2 separate regions of the Mustela erminea genome follow, and region 2 is linked to region 1. Evidence: chromatin contacts called from public Hi-C data. All regions are on one chromosome and are shown on one strand. The core of a region is the stretch at or near the end of the contact, and the rest is flanking DNA. Distances in the headings are between cores, read along the strand shown.

What was found. A called contact is a pair of places that touch in the nucleus more often than the background predicts.
Region 2: a Hi-C map of fibroblasts shows a contact between it and region 1, with 2.7 times the contacts expected there. The contact joins the enhancer-like site here to the promoter of ZFAT in region 1. A contact is called at or near these places in 2 of 3 Hi-C or Micro-C datasets (fibroblasts and skeletal muscle).

What each region holds. Positions count from the first base shown.
Region 1 is chr16:77,796,036-77,803,563 of mMusErm1.Pri, forward strand. It overlaps ZFAT (zinc finger protein ZFAT), which reads right to left and starts at 3,384. Exons shown (of 16, transcript XM_032316054.1): 1 at 2,743-3,384. The coding sequence starts at 2,761.
Region 2 is chr16:77,886,260-77,893,787 of mMusErm1.Pri, forward strand. No RefSeq gene overlaps it. Among named protein-coding and RNA genes, the nearest start is that of ZFAT, 91 kb to the left of the region's middle. Within about 2 kb of position 4,367, the one cell type or tissue checked has open chromatin away from gene starts, as enhancers often do. A contact at or near this core is called in fibroblasts, where this site is marked.

The sequences.
Region 1 (7,528 bases), core at 2,134-4,633:
CAGAATGCCACTCCCAGAGCCCCCTGCTCCTCCTTTCCAGGTACCATGGCTGAGCGGGTCCCCACAGCCCCCTGAGGACCCCAGCAAAGCCAGGGGCTGCTCTGAAGCCCGGTCTCCACCCTGCCCAGTCTGTGTCAGCCCAGACCCAGTTTGGGGCACAAAGGCACACCCTTCCAGACTTCAACATTTGCATCTCCATTTGTTACTTGACTTAAAAGAAGAAAAGTCTGTTACCAGATCTAAAATCCTTTTTTATGTTAATATGCCAAGCATAATCTTTTTATAAGCAAACTCAATTATCTATATATTTTCAGTTCCTTGACAAAAAGAGAGACGACTTCAAATCTGTAATAAATGTTTAATATATCTATTTGCTTTTCTCCTGGATTCCTTTTTTGTTTTTTCCTTTAAAAAATTAATCAAAGTCTACCCCACCTTTCCAACCACAAATATTTTCAAGTAGCAAGTAGATGACAATACACTAGGCTTTAGGATGGAGAGAACAGGTCGGAAAGAGATAAACACCAGCGCCACCAGGCCCTCAGTAGGGAACAGGATTATGTCCAAGGGAAGGCACAGGGGTTCCAAGAGGTGTGATGTCCCTGAGGTCAGGAATCTGGTGATTGGCAGATCTCTTGGACTCAGAGCGCGTGTTCTCTCCACACTCCCAATCCTTTCAGCCCTTAAACTTGACACCTGCCCTTGAGAAATTTCAAAGACATGAAATTTTAACAGGATAAACAGCTGAGAACAAAGAGAAAACTACACTCTAGGCTAAGTCCCCTCTACGTAATTAAATCGGCCCAGCTTGATGGGGAGATGCGTGTGTGAAACTATCTATAAAAGGAAATGCAATTAAGGGAGTCTTCTCAATATACCTAATTCTTGACTGCCCTTGCCCTAGGCAAAAACTTAATTCTACTTAAGGACAGCTATCTTTGAGAAGTTGTTCTGTAAATTATAACGCACTGGGAGAAAAGGAATAGGAACCATTTTCCCAGGTAAATGAGAAAGGCTGAGTAGGGAGCCCTTTGGTAACAGATCTCTAATCGGCTGTGACGACTGTCTGGGCCAGCTAACCTCCTAACGCCTGGGGCCCTACAGACTCTGTCCTGCCATCACGCATTACCCTGCTCCCCTCCATCAACCTACCAACCAAGCAAAACAGGAAACTCTTCTCAGAAATTAGCTGATCACGAGTTGACAATAATACATTTCAAAACTGATCTCTCGTTCACTCCAACTGGAAACTGAAACTACAACAAATGCCCAGGTTTCTTTCCTAAAACTTAACTCCCGAAGAGGAGAGGTGGGCCGTCTGCCCCGCGTATCAGCAGCCGTGGAATTACTCGGGAGGGGGAAGGCAGCACATCAGGCCTATCCTTAGCTTAAGAAAGCATGCGGGCGTAGGTCGGGGGTCCTGACCCATCGCTAGGGCTCTGGGTCCGCTCTGCCACACACTCCACACACGCCAGATCGGAGACCACGCCGGGATGACGGCTCCTGACCGCTGCCTGGCATGGAGAGGGGGACCATGCCCAGCCGCAGCGGGAGGGCGCCCCACGGCCAGCACACAGCTCTGGGTGTCTTCTCTAGCCTTCGGCTGGGGACCCTCACTAGGACCGCTTCAGTACGAAACGACAGGCTCAGAGGAAGCTGAAATGGGCAGCTGTCACTGGGCTCTGCAAGGAACCCAGACAGGCGAGGCAAGATGTTAGTTCATTCATTCCTCCATGCCCCAGCGGCACAGGGAGCACGACCTGGGGGGGACACTAACGGGGGGTGGAGGACAGCCAGGCACGCAGGAGTCTGGACTGCATCCCCAGCTGGAGCCTCGGGGCTGTCTGCTCAGAACTGCATGACGCTGACCCCTCTGAACCTTCGTCCCTCGTCAGTGAAAGACACAAATTAGCACCGCTGCGAGAACGGAGCCGACAGCCTGAGGTCAGTGCCAGAGCGCGGGCGATGCTGTTAACCACAGGTGACCGGCCCCAAGCTCAACGTCAAGGCTCTTGGACCGGGTGTTAAGTGGAAAGTCCAACACGTACTGGGGCAGTCCGCAGAGAGGTTGGTTCGGCGGCGAAACCAGAGACGGCCGCCTGGAGGAGGTGCCATTTGAGTTTAACTTGAAAGGGTGAGGAACAGGGCGGCAGGTAGAGGGTAAAGCACAGGCCATCACGGCGTGCTCCGGTCACCGGCGGCAGCAACAGCGCTGTGGCCTGGAGTCGATGGCTCCCTCCACAGGACACAAAGGTCCTTCAGGAGCGCAATCAAATCCCGTTCCTCCATGGGTCCACAGGAGCTACCCATTTCACAGAGGAGGAAGGCGAGGCCAGGCAAGGAGGGGCCCCAGGCAAGGAGCGCAGGCCAGAGTCGGCAGGCCGGATTCGAACCTCCCGCCAGCCAGGACGCCGGCGCTCAGTCGCAGGCGCGCGGCCGGCCCTACCCGTCGCCCTAGAAACGGCCCCGCGCGCGCGCGCAGTCTCCCCTCGCTCACTCCTGAGAGCGCAGCATTCTCGTGACTTTTTTTAAATAAAACCCCGAGGCGGCGGGATACCACCAACGGCCGAACGTGCCGTCGAAGGACGCCGCTACGTCCGCTCTCCGCCCGGGACCGCGGATCCCTCCGCCGCCCGGCGGCCCGCGCGCTTCTTCTCGACTCCAAACTCGAAACGGGTTCCCGCGCGCCGCGCCGCACCCCACCCCCACCTCATCCCCACCCCAACCCCCAGCCCGGCTCACCTGCCGCCCGCGTCTCCATGGCAACACCCCCACCGCGGAGGAAAAAAAAGCCTCGGGCCCTTCCGGGCCCCCTCCCGCGCCGACCGCGAAGGCGAGGCGCCCCGCTGATGCTTTGCTTTTTATTTTTATTTTTTTAAGAAAAGAGCCGGCGAGGTTATGGCGAATCTGCGGCATCCAACATGGCGGATGGAGTCTTCGCCCTCCTCTTCACGGGGCGCTGACGCCGGCGTAGCGGACGTCAGCCTCGGGTGACCCTCCCCCAGCGCCGAGAGCGTCTAGGCTGGGCGGCCTAGTGCGCATGCTCCAGCCCGGCGGCCGCGCTCTGCATCCCGCTCCGCTGGTTCCACCGCTCCACTTTTTGAGCCACTCCGGGAAAGCGCTAACGAGAGGCCTGGAATACTGATCGCAGGATTGGGAGTCTTCCCATTTCGGCCGGGAGCCCGCAGATCTACCCGCCTGCGCATCCTTGGACTCCCCGGGCTAAACGTGCAAGAATTCTGGGTTCCTGTCCCAGTTCTGTTCTTTACTAACTAATCTGGGGCAGCGATTTAACTTTCTCTGGGCTCAGTTTACTGATTTGTCAGTCGCGGTGGTGACAGCCTGCCTCCCTCCATCTCGAGGGCTGCAGACTTTCCCCGAAGCGGGATGCTCTCCATCGAGTCTGGGTCGTTCAGCCAGAATTCAGCAGCCTGGAGCCACCTGGAGAAAGGGGACGCCTTCCGTCCTGACTGTCCTGCAGAAAGTCCCAGCTGCGCCTGAGCCCGCCTCTCCAACGCTGGAGCACAGCCTTCTGCAGGGAGCCTGTCTGCTTGAGATGGGATGACCTTGTTAGTTTTTGTTGTGAAGGGGATCCTCTCTGCCACTTCCTTTCGATCTCAGCTCTACTAACATCTCCAAGGGGGCCCTCCCGCACCACCCCATCCAAAGTAACCCTGCTAAGTCCCTTTTCTGTTGTTATCTGCACAGTATCTGTTAGCACCTGACATGAATTTATCTCCCTCTCGTCTTGGTCACTCCTGTGGCCCCAGAAACTAGAAATGAGCCTGACAGTTATTTATCGAATAAATTAGTTTTGTGGACTTCTAAGGCTCTCTTTTGTTTATAACAAATGATGGTGTTTTTCATTTATGGTGGTAATATAGTTTTTAAACACAACTGCTTGGGGCGCCTGGATGGCTTGGTGGATTAAAGCCTCTGCCTTCGGCTGGGGTCATGATCCCGGGGTCCTGGGACTGAGCCCCACATCGTGCTCTCTGCTGGGCGGGGAGCCTGCTTCCTCCTCTCTCTCTGCCTGCCTCTCTGCTTACTTGTGATCTCTCTCTCTGTCAAATAAATAAGTAAAATCTTTTAAAAAATAAAAATAAATAAACACAACTGCTTTACTTTTTTTTTTTTTTCTAAAGATTTTATTTATTTATTTGACAGGCAGAGATCACAAGTAGGCAGAGAGGCAGGCAGAGAGGAGGAAGCAGACTCCCGGCCCAGCAGAGAGCACGATGCGATGCGGGGCTCGATCCCAGGACCCCGGGAACATGACCCCAGCCGAAGGCAGAGGCTTTAACCCACCGAGCCACCCAGGCACCCCAACTGCTTTACATTTTTAAAAACTAGTCAACTTTCAAGAAAAGGGTAGATATCCAGAGACAAGGAGAAAAAAATGTAAAAGGGAACCTCAGGTGAGAGGTTTGGGAAACACGATTTGTTTTCACAGTTCCTCTGAAAAGCTTGTCTTTGCCTGTTTTAAGTCTCTTTTTTCTGGGACAACCTCCACCCTGTTGCTGGTCAACCTGAGATAACCTCCTTGGGACAGCCCTGACTCTCATGCCTGTGTGTTCCCTTGGCTCTGGCTCTTAACTTACCTTGCCCCATTCCCCACATGATTGTGTTTATGTATTTGCACAGCCCTCTGCCCGAGCTAGACCAGAAACACAGATGCCACATGGGTCTTTGTTGTGCGCGGTAGTAGTACTGAATGAACCCATTCGTTCCCATTGTCACCTGTGTTTCCATAGTAAAACGCCCAAGAGCATTGCACTTCAGGATGGCATATCGAAATTCTCAGAAGCCTTGTGTCTTGCTCCTTGGTTCTGTTCTTGGGAGATAGAGTCATAAGACCCCAAATTTGGGCAGTCCACTAGATACATGTTCAGAGATACCGCCGCAGTTTCATTTTATCAGCATGACAACTAGGAGGTTAAATTGGACAGATAAGATTATTGTTCTTTTCTAGATGAGAAAAGGAACAATCAGAGAGATTATGTGGCTTTTTGAGATCACACAGCAAGCCAGTGAAGACCCAGGTATGGAAAGGGTCTCTCCATGCCCAGTGTTCTTCCCATTTTACCCCATCACCATCAGAGTTTTGTCCACATGACCCACTGTGCCTCCCACAGAGCCAAGTCCAAGGTAATCATAGGGTTCCTGCCACGCACCCACCACATCCTACATTGCAAACAGATGGCTAGGTGGAGCCCATCACAGATTTCATTTGGAAATGAACCGTCCAGAAAGCTGCATTGATGCGCTTTTCCTTTTAGAACTATAAATATTTACAATAATCACTATTTTGCTGTGAATCGATTTCTATCAGGAAATTAGAGTTCTGGTTGCTGACAATATTGGTTTTGTGCTGGGTTGCTTTCTTGCAGCAGCAATAAATGTTAGCTATTGATTAGCAGATGGATTGTTCTTGGATGTTGTGACCAAAATGAATTTTGGAAATGAAGCGATTTAAAATTTGCCTCAGCATATTAACAAAGTTGAATTAAAAAAAAAAAAGCAATTGTGGATTATGCGTGGTGGTCGTGAGTTAGTTATTTAGACAGCTACAATTTTCTCTATTATTCCCATGGCATTACTTCTTCCTCTATCCAAAGAAGGTTCACTGAACACTTACCATTACTGAAAACTGCCCTGGCCACAGGCGTCTGAGGACAAGAGAGCATCCCTTTCTATGGGACCAGATTTGCAGATGGAGAAACAGAGTCCACTCTTGGCTCGTCCATCACCCTGCTGAATGATTTACACATTTTCAATCAGCGAACATCCTTATTCTTTTCATTTGCCTGTAATATCTCAAAATGCCTTCAATTAATGAACACCGGTAGAATTAAATATAAATTGCATCCTACTTCTACAGTGGTTCCCAGAGGAGACCAATCTTCCCAGCTGGCCCTTTGATGGCGGTCAACCCCTCGAGGCTAGCACGTGAAAGAATTTGTGTCGACAGCTTTATCAACACGAAATGGCTTCTAGTTATATAATAAACACTCTAATTGAATATATTTGTGTCAATAATTTTATAATTGCCTCTCATAGCTGCGTGATAAATACGCACTTAGACAAAAAAGAATATATACATGATTTTATAAGGCACTTTCTTGAAAGCAGGTTTTGATAAAGGATATTCACGGGTGACCTCAAAATAATGGGCCTGGAGGCACATGGCAATGATAAAATCAGAGGTGGGGATAATCACAGTCTGAGTGAAGTGCTAAAAACCTACAGAGGCACACCGCAGAGAAAAATCCATTTAAAATTATATAAAAGAAAAGGGGATAGTAATATTAGAACGGCATGAGTAGTCTCACTGTGAACAAAATTAGGATCTCAGGAGCAACGTCTTTTCTGAGTTCTGTCTTTTCCTCGGCCCTCGCATCTACCCTCAGCTCCCAAATATCGATCTCAATAATATTTTTCTTTAGCAGTAGCCAGGACTCCTTCAAAACAGCTGAGTCTGTGTTTGGGAGCAGGGGAAAACTGGAATGGCCCGAAACATCTTGCTCTTGCCGGAAAAGCAGGATACTGCAAAAGTGCTGGGCTGTTGCTGGAAGGCAGCAGTCAGCTGAGAACCGGGCCCCCTCCTCCCAGGCTATGATAGCTTGCACCACACCAACAACAGCTAGGTCTCCACTGTTGACCTCTAAACGGAGTCTACAAAAGGCATGAGTATTTCACCATAAAAGAGGAAAAGTTATTACGTAATTACAAAGCATATTGTAATTCAGAGAAAGGGTAAAAATGGAATATTTTAGTAAGCGGGTACATTAGGTGAACATGGGGATCTGTTCCTCCTTGAAGTTCTCTACATCTGTACAAGTTGAGAAGAGTGGGTAAGTTTACTCGGAGTAAGTCAACATTTTCCAGCAGGAGCAGAAACCGTACCCAAACCAGAAAGGGCTAGCCCAGACCCGCAGTCTCAGAAATAACCAGGTAGAAAGAGGGTTCAGAAATGGTGTCGTAAGTGAATGGATCAGCCGAATGTCCTAGGAGGACCAGGACCGCTGACAGATCCAACAGCTTCCAGGCCCTGCCAATTACAATGGAATGCTAATGATGCGTCATGAAGTTTGTTGTCAACAGGCAGGAAGGGAGGTATCTGTGATCCACTGTACATGGTGATTGAGCCTACAAGCACTTGCTTGTAAGTCGTGCTGACACGGCCGTTGAACCCGTGATGACACTGGGTGTCCCAACCAGCAAGCGCCGGCTGCCAGCTGAATCACCTTGGAAGGTTCTGTGCTCCAGCTAAGAATCCAAGAGCCAATGACCCCAAAGCTGTGATTTCGGCGTCCCTGGGCAACGGGATCTTCTCTCACTTTTGGGTGTGATATTGCCATCCTGGAAAAGTACAAAAATAAGTTTTATAGCGAGAACGAAGAAATGGATCAAATCAATAGTTATGACTTTTACAAATAGGCTCTGGGTGCAGTAAAAAGTTTGGGGGTTTGGGTGTTGGAAGCATTCAAGAGATGCTACATTCGACGCATCGTTATATCGAAACAGG
Region 2 (7,528 bases), core at 3,117-5,616, 91 kb after region 1:
GTGTCATTCAAGCTGTTCCCTCAATTTTTATAATATTCAATAACGCTAAGAGGAAAAAAACCATGCCCATTATCCCAAAGTTGGGCTCTCAACCCATATTTGGCAGGAAAATAATTTCTTGCTTTCTGTCCAAAGCACAAAAACAAAACAAAAACTATTAAAGCACTCAAGCACTTTGATGCTTTGAACACTTATATACCTGTATAAAGGTCTTATCCTTTAAATTCTGTCTCTAAAAATAAGACTTCCCTAAAACTGGGAAGAAGTGTCACTCTTATGAAGCCAGGAATGAATAGTTTAAGACAAAGTAAATTTGATTAATTATCCATAACAAAGTTTGCGCAGTTTCTTTCTTTACCACGTATAGCAACATAAAGTCTGCAATAACCTGTAAGCACGTTCTAATTGTATTAACTCACATTCCTTTTTTGTTTTTATGTCACCTAAGCAAGATGATTTCAGATGAAAACTTTCTGAGTACCTCATTCAATATCTTCTATGATTCCAAATAAACCCAACTGCACTAACAAAAAGGAAAAAAAAAAAGTTCCCTGAAAAGTTTAAAGAGTGCATAGTCCTTCTTTTATCAAAATAGAATTTTTCACAAGTGACCCAAAGAGAATTACAGCTTAGGAAAATCAAGCCTTTAATTCCGAGGAATAATTTGCACCTAGAGAAAAATTCAAGGTAATGGTTTTCAATGCATGTGGACTTTAGACCAAATCTATTTATTTTGATTTTGCTGAAGTCTGGGTATAACCACTCTTTGGCCTATGCTACAGGACCGCTGTCCTAATAACAGTATCTTACAACAAGGTGCTTTTGATACCTTAGTTAACTACACTACCTTGGATGGGCTTTCACACAAACCTGACCATAAAATTTTGGCATTTTAATTAGGTTTCAATGTACTTCTTAAATGGCACAGCACAAATCAGATGACAAGTTTTCTATTCATAACATATTAATAGGCAGCATACAAGCAGCATAAGCTTGAATTTAAGAAGCCCATAAATATTAATTTTGTCCCCACTTTTGAGAAAGGGACAACTCAAGGAACATACTGATAAATCTTACATTATGCCTCAAATCTATTCCTAAATTGCTGTATGCCAAATGATTTTTTATAAATCAAGTCACGTTTGGTTAAGTACCATGTAAAAGGGATTATTTGAAGGCACCTTTTAGCGAATCCTTTTTGTGAAATATAGGATTCTCACATACCTAACCACTAGTTAATTTGTTTTGCAATCTTACACTTGTAAATACCGTATTTCTTAGAGCACAGCTGCTTTACCAGGCCAAATTCATCCCAGCATTACTGTCCTTCTCCTTATTTCCCAACCTTTAAAAATGTCACCCAAAAAACCATTTGTTGGTACAGACTCTACAAGCAATACCAGAAAAGTTGAAAAAAGAAGTTAAGTGATTCTTTTGATGTAAATAGAAACGGATGCATTCTTCAAAAAGAAATCAATGACTTATTTTTGGCAGGGAGCAAAATAAATTCCCAATAAAAACGATTTTAAAAAATCAAGATATGCCTATCTCAAATCTCCTTCCCGGGGCACCTGGGTGGCTCAGTGGGTTGAGCCTCAGGTCATGATCCCAGGGTCCTGGGATTGAGCTCCGCTGGCTCTCTGCTCAGCAGGAAACTTGCTCACCACGCCCCCCTGCCTGCTTGTGATCTCTCTCTCTCTCTCTCAAATAAATAAATTAAAAAAAAAATCTCTTTCCCATATGTCTTTATCACTTGGTGGAAACTGTTCAAGAACAGTTTATCTCCATGAATACGTGACCTCCATGATGCTACCAAGGTCAACGAGATCTACAGGAGGGGCATATCCTGAGTAAGTGCTGATATGCCCAATTCTACAGTTCCCTTTAAAAAGAGAGAAGGAAGGACGAAAAAAATTATTTATATATTACAGGAAATGATGTTTTAGGTTGTAACAGACAAGTAGCCCATGACAGGATTGTTTACAGACATATGTCAGCAACAGCCAATAGGAGCAAGACCTCAAAAGGGCATCAGAAGAGTCAGGTACAAAAACTGCTGCAGAGAAACAATGAACAAGATCCCAAACTGAATAAATCTCCTTTACATCTTGGACTGAAACTCTTCGGTACCTTGGGTACATGCCACAACACTCAATTTTGAAGTGAGGGTTTTCTGTTGACAGAACTTTTTGAAAATGACAAATAATGGAAGATCCATAATCAAGAGAAGAGGCTCCCACGTGTCAGAAGTTCTCCAGTAAGGAGCAAGTGTGCATACGCCGGGCCTGCCAGGGAACATCGACCTCACCAGGTGTCCTGGTTTTCCCTTATCCTTCACAGAAGACTCCTTCAGACAGTTCCTCAGCTGTCACAATCCTGCACCTTTCACAAACCACAGGTTTTCTTGGATGAGATTTAAATTTTAAAACACATTACCCACTTGGTATAATCTGCTTAAGCTGGACTTACTACTCAAAAAATCCTTATCAATTTGAAGCTATTATATTTGAGATATCCAGGCAACTTCCAAATAGGAAAAAATGACATGTGAGAGCTAGCGCCTGGTAATTCAAAAGGGACTTAGTGGAGAGCATTTAACTGGATCACTCATTTTAAGGTCTGGTAAGAGCAATGTAAGAGCGGACAATTAGGAAAAACCCCAGCAGAACCACTGGTTGTTCACAACCGGCGGAGTACTGGGCTGGTAGCGGTCTTCCAAGTTACACTCAGGGAGGCTCCTGATTGGTGGGGGGCACTGGGTCAGTGTGGTTACTTAACCCAGGCAGTTACAACTCCACTCCGATGAGCTCCAAAGCTCATTACCAAAAGGGGACTGCCTGAGCCTATCAAGTGCTCCAGTGCCCTCCCATTTTTCTCCCACGGACCGCGGAGCCCGACACCTGAAACTTGCGACAGACATTCCCGTGTTTCATTCCGAGTTTTGTATTTACCGTTTAAAAGCCCCCCCGGGCACTGATTCGGTTGCGGGTGGTAATGTGAAAGATTTACCCATTTCCTGCACACCCAGGGAAGAGCTCATGACCATGCAAGCAGTTCCCTCTCTCCCAAGTAACTTTTTTATCATTTAGTCCTAAAATAACCACAGGCAACAAACACCAAACATTGGCATGGCAACGTCCACACATCATGCCCCAGTGCTACCCACAGGCAGATTTGTTCATCTCTGGTCCCCATCCAGACGGGTCCTCCCGGTCCCTCTCCCTTCCGTCCGGTCCTGCCTGGCTTCCCCGAGTTTTGCCGTGAAATCCGCCACTTTCGCTGGCCCGGGCAAAAGCACAGAGCCTCGTCCCAGGGGCAGAGTTTCTCTCTACTGTCCGAGGACCCCGTCCGAAAGCTTCCAGCAGACCCCCGCCCCCACCGCGCGCACCTTGCTCGGCCCCTCGCCCCCTCCCGGTACTTTACCAAGCCCCAGAGAAGGGCCCACCTGCCTCCCGTCGCCTGACCCCAAGCCCGGGTCGCCCTGCCAACTCCTAGCCGGCAGCTGCACTCCCCCGGTGCCGAGCCCCGCACCAGCAGGGGCCCGACCCCGAGGGGCAGCGGCGCACAAAATAAATAAATAAATAAATAAATAGCCCCCCCACCCCCCGACAGGCTGACCCTGCGACGCCCCCCAGAGGCCAGGTCCTGAGCGCCTGACAGCGTCCCCGGAAGGAGTCAGGCAGGGGGCTGAGCGCTCCCCTGTCCTCTTCTGACGCCCTCTGGCCCCCGCCGCCGCACTCACCTGGCGGGCTCTCGCTGAGGGGCCGGGCGAAGGTACCGGGGGTCGCGCGAGGAGGCCGGCCGCCCGCCGCGGCCCCCACCCTCCAGCGCCCGCGCCCGCGCCTGCTCGCGGCCGGCGCGCGCCCCAGGCCCGACGCGCGCCCAGAGCGCCATGGGGAGGGGGCGCGGGGACGCGCGAGAGCCGGGGAGGAGGGGGGTCCGGGGGGCGGGGGCGAGGGGCGCGGTGAGAGCAGTGGCTCGGCGGCGTCCGCGAAGAGAAAGCAGCCTCGGCCGCGTCCGTCATGGCGCGCGGCGGCAGCGGCGGCTCCCTCCGGCCTCCCGGCTCCCTCGCCTTTAGTTTGACCTTTCCCTCCAGTGTGTCTGAGGGAGAGCGGCGGTGCGCGCGCGTGTGCATGTCTCCGTGTGCGCGCGCGCGCGTGGGGAAGGGGCGGGTTCGCTCCCCGACGCCTGACGTCACTGCCATGGCAACGGCAGCCCCGCCCCTCGCCTCCCGTTTCCTGCCCCCGCCCTCGGTGCACGTTCCGGGGTCTCACGTGCTCACTCACACGCACGCACGCACGCTCGGAGCGCGCGCGCCCTGAGCGCTCGGGTTGCTGGGCGTGGGGGCGGGGGGGAGTAGGGAGGTCGTCTGGGCCTCGTCGCTGACTCGCTGAATTTGACCAATCCTGAGAGAAGGAGACGTGGGCGAGGCGGGCCCGGCTGCCGGGTCGGCGTGAAAAATTTCCTCAGGCAGAACGAAAACCCTCCGAGAGCGACTGAGCATGCCCGGTGGTGGAAGGGGGGGCGTTCCCCGGGAGATCGGGAAGGAGGAGGGGGAGGCGGCCGGTAGCCCAGGGACGGGCGCCCGCGGCCCAGTGCGGGGAAGATTAAGCTCTAGGAACTCCGGAGTCCGTGGTGTTAGGGTCCGGCCGCTTCGGATTGCCGTCTGGCCTTGCAGCTCCTGCTGTGTGACCTCGGATGCGTTGCTCACACACTCTGAACTGTCATGGGTCAGATGGGGTTAGTCAGGTCTGCTGCGGTGGTTGTGAGGATCGGAAGAGAAGTGGAATGAAAAGTGCGGATAGCACAGGGAGGTAGTCAGGATCGTAGCAATGTGACGTGGTGACGGGTGCTAAGGACACGTGGGCGAGCATAACATCAACCCTCTGTTATATGCCTGACATGAGCATCGCCCTGTAATACTAAAGAAGAAAGTGGAAAGCGCTTGGTCTGGCATGTAGAGTGACCCCTAAATACGTAGCTATTAGTATGGCGCTCAACCCTCCTTGTCTTACAAACGGGGACACGGGATGTGAAGAGATGGAAAGATTAAATGTTCAACGCCAGGTAGTGGCAGAGACACCGACTCTGTCCTACAGGGCGGTGGAAAGAACATCCCAGAAAAACCTATAAAGAGCTCCCTTCCGTATCTGTGGGTCCCTTCGCTCTCCCTACGGACCCCATCCCCATCCCCATAAGGGCTGGATAGCCTTGGTGCAACTTTTGGAGGTCACTTTTTTGGCTTCTCAATTTGCATCTGAACGAGCCGCAGAAAAGTGCTGTCCTCAGTTCCCTTCAGGCCCCTAAATTTCTTAGAGTTTTAGTTAAAGTATGAACATGTAGCAAGGAGCTCCAGGTCCTCACGATTTCTGGATGGCTGAGGAAAGATTAACCGAGTTAACTGTCATCATTTTCCCACTGTCCACCGGTGGGCAAGAATGCCTTTACAGCCCACAAGGAGCCTCTGGCTAGAGGGTCATGCAGGCACCTATGACTCAGACATCCTGGTGACCTCACTGTTCACCAAACTTGTGCTTCCAGCCTTTCCTCTAACAGCTCTTAACCACTTACTGCCTCGTGGTATTTCTTGAACGTTGTAGTATTTTTAATTCTAGATTTGCTGTTGACTTAAAAAAATTTATTGTTGAAATATAGTTGATTTACAATGTTGTGTCCATGCCAGGTGTACAACAGTGATTGACAATTCTATTCTGTACTCAGTGCTCACCATGATAAGTCTAGTCACTACCTGTCACCATACAATATTGTTACGGTATTATTGACTATGTTCCCTATCCTGTAACTTTTTAAAAAGGGTATGTCTGTCTCCTTCTGTCTTAAAGCCCCAAACCTGATCTTATTAAAGGATATCACCCTGTTCTGCAAACATGCCCTTATGTTTCCCACTTTGTTTGCAGGAGTTAATTCACTTGACTCTCCCAAGTTCCAACTAAAATGTGGTCTCTTCCAAAAACTCTTGCTGGATCTACTCAGTTGGAATGAGTTAGTCCCTTTTCCATAGCAGTTGGTATATATCCTGCTTTGGAGTCTATTCCTAGTAGACTTTGTGTTCTGTGATTTATGTACACGTCACATAGAGAAAGCTTCTCTGAACATCTAGAGAGGGTTGGCTGTTCCTATTTCTTGCTCCCAAGGCATCTTATGGTCTAATACATCACTTATCACCCATTCCTTTAAGGCTTGATTTATTCGCCTTCCCCATCAGACGTAAAAGTCTTTAACGGCAGGAATTGTGTCTAGTTCCACTTTGTATTTCCAGTGTCTCCCTTAGTACCACTATACTACTGAACAACTAGCTATTGAGTCTGAGTGGGCTCCCTGCCTATTTCATAAAGTTCTTGGGGGCAGACTGCACCGTGTTTATATTTATAACTCAGACCCTAAGATTTTCTGGGAAGTTACGAAATTATGAATTCTCAATAAATCTTGGACTATTCTAAAATGCACCAGAAATTACATGGTCACACTCATGCAATGAAAGAACGCTTTGGCAATAGCCAAGATACCAAGCAGAGTGAGAAGCAAATCTAGGGGAAGAAGAGGACATAGTATCTTCATAACTGCTGCTTTGGGCCTAGAATGAGAGATTTTCAGCTGTCATTAAGGAGAGTAGACAAAGTACTCCTACGTGTATCAGTGTGGTTGCTCCCAGAAAAGGGGAAAAATTATGCAAAGAAGAGTCATGAAAAAGAGATCAAACATTGTTTGCTTAGTCTGAACTGGTAGCATTTGCTCCTTTGTCTAATTCGGCACAATAATCTAAAGCCCAGTGGTGTTCTGTATGTAGCATCGTTCTCCTCTTGATACGCTATTTAACTCACTACATGTGTGTTAGTTCCTCACCAAGCCTGGTCTTCTTTTTCCTGGTCATCGTCAAGCCACTGCCAAACACCCAGTAGCATGGATTGTTCTAAGTTTATCCCCATCTTCGTTCTGTCCGCTTGGTGTCCCATGATCTTCCTCCTGAGTGGCGGTGGTAGCCATGGAGCTTCCCCACTGCCTCGGCCACTGCCTTAGTGTGAGTCCTTATCTCTCCCATCTGGACGACAAGTGGACTGGACCTTTCACCTTGTCTTGAGCTCATCCAGCCCCACTTCCACCATACCCCAGACTGCAGACGGACTGTTCCAAAGGGTAGGACACTGAGCACGGTCCTCTAACAGCTGCACTGTCTTCTTGGCTCCTCTTTGCCTCTTGGGGAAAGAGAGCGCTTCTCTGGTGGCTTTTTATACTTCATTCTCCACCAGTTTCTTCAGCCGTGTCTCCCAGTACCTCTGCAAGGACACAGATTTTGAAAACTCGCAGCTTCTCATAACTGCCATGTTTTTTGTGCACACAGGTTCAGCTGTTCTAGAATTCTCTGCTCAGGCCCCTCCACCTGGCGACGTTCATCAACGCTTTCTTGGCCTATGAAAACAGCCATGCCACACACTCCAGGTGTAGCTCTTCTCTTTCAGGGCTGTAGATACACTGTATGTATTGTCATGTCTTCCCTTTTCCACTAGAA